Regions from separate parts of the Rattus norvegicus genome. Here region 1 is linked to region 2. A link is a contact called in public Hi-C data. All regions are on one chromosome and are shown on one strand. The core of a region is the stretch at or near the end of the contact, and the rest is flanking DNA. Distances in the headings are between cores, read along the strand shown. Region 1 has its middle 11 kb from the start of Rps18l5. Region 2 has its middle 33 kb from the start of Nfia.

Region 1 (2,700 bases), core at 103-2,602, 580 kb after region 2:
ACACTTGACCACTCCTAGAACCCGGATCTTCTAGAGGGTCCAAGAAGATGTGCCAGTGGCTGTTCTTGTGGGCTGGAAAATGCAGACAAGAGAAGGACTGTAGAATTTAATCTCAGTCGGCAAGGCAAAGCAGTACCATTGCCCTGGTGTGACGGTGACCGCCATCAGAAAACAAAGAACGAAAGTGTGTGTGTGTGTGTGTGTGTGTGTGTGTGTGTGTGTGTGTGTGTGTGTGGTGTCCTTTAATTTTTAATAGCTATTCAGACAGTCCTTGGAGAGGGAATTGGCAGGTTCAGCGGGAGGCTACTCCCCCACCTGTCTCCAGGCACTGCAAACACAGCTGCAGAAGGAGACAGCCAAAGCTTCCAAGGAAAGAAATGGTGCGGAGAGCTGGGGTGGGAGGAGGACGCCTTTCACACAAGCCCACTGGGGACTGGGCCTGTCTAGCAACTGCAAAAACAAGCCAAGAGGACACAGTCGGCTCTCTATACAACTTCATGTTAAGTAAAATCCATTCAAAACCCAGCTCAACACCCGCTTCAAAATCATTGGTTTTTATTGGTTTTGTTCTTTTTTTTTTTTTTTTTTTTTTTTTTAATGTGAGAGCAAGGTAACCAGAGCTCTGGCAAGGCCATGGTCGGGTTTTGCTGCTTGAATCAAGATGAACCTTGAGGATTTACACGCTGTCCTAAGACTTGAAACCAAGTACACAAAACACAAACCTTCAAACCTTCCCGGTACAGTGCCTAGAAATGTCTTTATCTGTATTCCCCCAGGCTGAAAGTACACACACGGTTAGGTTAAAGTTCAACTCCCAAAGAAAAGGAGGAAGGGGGTGGGGGGGTGGAGAGAGGACAGAAACAGCGGAGTCTAAGAGACAGGGGGGAGGGGGAAGGATGGGGACTGGCGGGGGGTGCGGGGGGAGACAGAGAGAGACAGAGAATAGCAGCCCAGGCCAGATTTCAACTGTCCTGATGCAAATGTTAGCAATTCTACCGTGGCCAGGGGCTCGCCGCTCCCCCAAAGTAAGGCAGCAATTAGAAGGGGGGAAGAGGCCGTTTTAGAAGACGAAAACTAAAGCAAAGAGGTATTTTAGGTATCGTTTTAATCACAAAATAGCACGAATGTGGTCTGTGCCTGCGTGCTACACAAACGTCGATTTCAATACCACTGAACGCTAGTTTGAAAATTTCCATTTTTGTAATTTGCTTCCCTTTGTTAGGGCCAAGATTTGAGAGAAACCTGGCAGCGTCCCCAAGCCTGGCACGGGATCGCCTCAGACGCACTCGACTGCTCGGAAGGCGGAGCGGGAGGCACCGGACCCGGCGGTGGGCGGAGCCAGGCCAGTGGGGCCCGGCGCAGCGCCTTCCTCCAGGGCGTCTGGCGCCACCTACCGGCGACCAGGCAAGCGTCAGTGCGACCCCAAAGCAATCTGCCTTGAGATGCCCGGACCTGGTCCCAGGCACTAGCAACAACATTTCCAACAAAGGCCTGCACTCTGACCTAGGAATTGATCTAACTGCTTTACATAAACCCCACCTGAGGACAAAGGCAGTCCACGATCCCAGTATAGGCTCAGGGAAGAGTGTGTGCTCCGACAACTGTGGCATGATTGAACGGATGAATGAACGAGCCAACCAATCAAAGAATGAAACCAGCCTATCAAAGAACAGACACCTAATGAATTAAAAAAATGAAAAAAAAAATCTCAGTTACATTTACGTTTGTCAGACATTTTGTCGATGGCTAGTAAAGTCTACAGTAAGTCTGCACTGTACAGACTACTGCAGTACCCCCTCTCCAGTGTGCAGAGCAGTAAGTTACATCTGCCAAGTTCATCCCACAGCTTCCCTTTACAGGCGAGTAAAGACAGGTTTCTGAAAGTTAAATGCCTTTTCCTATGTCAGTTTGGTGGTCATAGACCTAGTTCAGACCTACATTTTACTGACCTGTTTGGTGTTTATTTTGTAAGGGAAGAGAGTCGTTTCCTCTTTCTGTAGGCTAGCCTGCCCTGACACATGTTCTTAGCTGACTGGTTAAAGGAGGTAACTGGCCCCACCAACTACCTGTGGTTGATCCCTGAGCTTCTGTCCCAGCTTTCTTCTCTGAGCCAAAGCAGCTGTTCATACAGCTGTTTGCTCCAAAAATCAAGCTAATGCCAACTGGCTTTAAAAAGTGAGTGTTTCTTAGAACCTAAAGTCTTTGAGCTTGTGTGTTTGTGAGCTTCAGGCAGGTGCATGTTCCTTGAATCAATACACGTTGATATCCAGTATTGATCCTATATAACCAATCTATTGCACTCCAAGGCGTGCAATAATGCAGCTACTGAGTTTCCCAGCAACAGCTATGTGTGAAGATAGTATCTATTGGCCGAAAGGGAACTCCCATTAGACGTTAACACCCACAAGTCTAATGTAAAGGGTCCGTCCAGCATGAGGCTGTGACTTCATTATGTCAGGGGACTATGATTCTGAGAATACTGGGATCTGAATCGCCAGATTCAGACCACAGCCCAGTGACCAAGTGGAAATCACATACTATGACCTCTGGAAGGATAGAAATGCATCCTAACTGTTGGTCGTGGTGGCGATAGTAGCCATGAATGAATATTAAGTACGTTCTACATTCCAGGCTCTGGGCTAACTACATGATGTATATAATCTGATTTGTCTTCACAAATGTGGGTCTCCATTTTTAATC
Region 2 (2,829 bases), core at 246-2,745:
AACATCTAGTTCTACGGGTGTGCTCTTCTTGGGCTGTTTACTAATGGACGACCGCCCTGTATAAACCACAGATACTTTCCACTGGGAGGTATCATGGAAATAGATGAGAAATTAAATTCAACAAAGATATTTACCTGCCAAGTTACATTGATAATTTAATCATGACATTGGAGTTTTATTTCTAAATACTGTTAGAAAAATGAAACGGAGATGTTGAATGACTCAGGTCCTGTTGTAACTCATGGGATCATTAAATATAACGGTAAACCGTGTGGATTCTGCGGTTATGATGTCTTCAGATCAGGGACTTTGAGGAAATAACTTTCCAGCCCTTACCTAGGCTCCCTCATCAAAGAATGGCGGTAGTCAGGGTACATTTGTGATAGCTGTGTTATGGATTAAATGAGATGCCTGCAAAGTGGTTTTAAAGCTGTCAGTCGCATGGTAAGTCTTACCGTTACTTATCATTGCAGAGGCCTTTGAATAAATGCAAATTGGTAATCATCTACAGATCTACTGGGGATGGGAATTAACCAATCGTGCACCAAAATGCAGGCCTTCCACTATGGGAATAATTTTGGAGAATATAATGTATCCCCAATGACTGCTATAACATTATGCCACGTGAGACCTGCAAAGGAAAACGGACGAGTCGCAAGCATCAAATGTTATAATCATCTATAACTTCTGGGTTTCCACAGAGCAGTTCTTCCAAAACATAATTAAGGGTTTGAAAGTCAAATGATATGAGTGCTAGTTTTAATTACCGCTTGGTGAACTTTAGTGTGTTAGGATTGTCACAACTTTCCTTAAGGATTACTCCGAAGCCCAGCAATACACTGGGAAATTATTAACTCCTACTTTGGTACAGCAATTATCTGCATTACAAGGTTTATGCAATTAGCTGTTTAAGATGTCATTATATTTTGCCATCTGGTACACAGGAGTTTATGCATATGAACAGGCACGTGTTGAAGTGATTTTCACTATATGACTTGTTCTCAACCCAAGCCATCTCTCTAATGAGGGAAGTTACGGTGCGTCGCGCATTAGTGGCAGGTGCACACCATCAAGCTTCATTTTCATCGAAAACCTTCATTTTTCCATTCTAAAGTATTTTGCACAAGTGCTGGGAAATTAATTAGTCGCTCTCGATTCAAGGCCTGCAGGCATGTTCCTTAGCAGTCAGAGGGGGCGAGGCTTCAGTCAGGGACCTCTCTCTCCTCCTTTCCACTCTGACAGCTCTGCAAGGAACCCTCAGGTAGTGAAAAGACCCGGCATGAGCTCCTGTAGTTGATCTTGCAAAGTGGGAACGAGGGACCTGGCCTTGGGGCGCCCTACACCCCCCCTTTGCGCCCAATATAAAAAACAGATGATCCGATCGCGCTGTCCGGTTACAGAGAACTAGATCCCTAACCTGCCTCTACGTCTGCGCCCCCTTTGTGGATCCCCGGCTGAAGCACATTAAAGCGGCGCCCTCTGGTGTCCGCTTGCGACCGCCGGGTCACATTTAGAGGCTCTGGGATGAAAGTTGTCACCGGATCGGATCGGACCACCAAACTGAGGATCTGTAACTCTAAAATGAACCTTTCCGTCGCACGCGCTGAGTGCGCCACCCCGCTGTCCAGAACGTCTAGGGAATGGGTAACACCTTCCAGGCCCTCCACACTGGACCAGGGTCCCAAGACCCGGGAAGATGCCCCGCGGAAGAGACAGGTTGCAGCATGAAAGTGAGTGAGAGAGTGGACATAGGACAGACCGCACCCCTCGCTCCCGCCCCCTCCCTGGTAGTGAGGGACAGGGAGAGGCCAGGGGATGCAGAGTGAGCACACGTGCTGCTATAGTAATGTGGCACTGACAACCAGCTGGAGCTGCCACTTCCTCTGCGTGGTGGGCATTGCCATTCTTGGGATGCATGGCTCTGGAGTTGCTAGGGAAAACATCCTCCTCCAACCTGCCACCCCCTCTTGGCACCATAGCTGTCTCTTAAGTTTTACCCTCCCTCAGCCCCAGATAGGCAGACGTGTTTCCACTATCTCAGTCTGGGTGCCAGTCCAAGAGTTTAGTTCTCTCCAAAAGGTCAACGGGCTCGTGGCAAGCAGTTAAATCTATGGGATTGATAAAGTCACCCCTCGAGGCTTTTCTTTGGACATTCTTGCTCCCCACCTCCTCCCTTCCCCCCCTCCCCCAGTCTTTCATCTTTTACCTTTGGAGCAGAAACTGACTGAAAAGGGACTAAGGAAAGAAACCTGGACTCTTCTCATTTTCCACACTAGCTTTACAGGGGGTTTGGGTGGGGTGGGGTGAGGGGGCGAACTGGATGTCTTACAGGCAACCGGCATTATTTTTGAAGAAGTAAGTTTATGTGTTGCACTGAACCAGGTCACATCATCATAGTAAAGAATAAAAAACCACAAGCCAAGAGGAGAGCTCAAAACTAGGGATGGAATGAATAAAGCATCTAAATAGATGTATATGAATAAGGGGACCCCAAGGTATTGGCTGTCATCTCAGAAGGTCTCTATGCAGACAAGACTCTTGTAATACAAATGAAGTTTAAGGTGCCAAGAAAAAGAAGCAAGCCTCTATGGGAAGACGGTTGCATAAAGAAACATCAAGCCCAGACTGAGAAGACTGCGGGAGGGGCTGAAACCCAGTAGATAAAACAGGGGGAATGCATAGTTGGAACTAGTCTCATCTGTCTAAAATCTGTGAATGCCTCCCACGAGTCCTGACAAGCAACGGCCTTGACCGCTAGTACTTTAGAATTACTATAACCACCATTTCTCATTTCAATAATTCCAAAGTTGTTGCCAAGATCTCTAGACT

What was found. Hi-C and Micro-C count contacts between places; a contact is called where the count stands out from the background.
Region 1: a Hi-C map of liver shows a contact between it and region 2, with 8 times the contacts expected there. The contact joins two enhancer-like sites. A contact is called at or near these places in 12 of 12 Hi-C or Micro-C datasets (the A7r5 cell line, the Rat2 cell line, Schwann cells and 7 more) and 1 of 1 datasets of contacts at active chromatin or transcription factors (oligodendrocytes).

The regions. Positions count from the first base shown.
Region 1 is chr5:118,100,424-118,103,123 of GRCr8, forward strand. No RefSeq gene overlaps it. Among named protein-coding and RNA genes, the nearest start is that of Rps18l5, 11 kb to the right of the region's middle. Within about 2 kb of position 1,353, at least 56 of the 93 cell types and tissues checked have an H3K27ac peak or open chromatin away from gene starts, as enhancers often do. A contact at or near this core is called in liver, where this site is marked.
Region 2 is chr5:117,522,431-117,525,259 of GRCr8, forward strand. It overlaps a transcript of Nfia not described here. Among named protein-coding and RNA genes, the nearest start is that of Nfia, 33 kb to the right of the region's middle. Within about 2 kb of position 1,496, at least 4 of the 93 cell types and tissues checked have an H3K27ac peak or open chromatin away from gene starts, as enhancers often do. A contact at or near this core is called in liver, where this site is marked.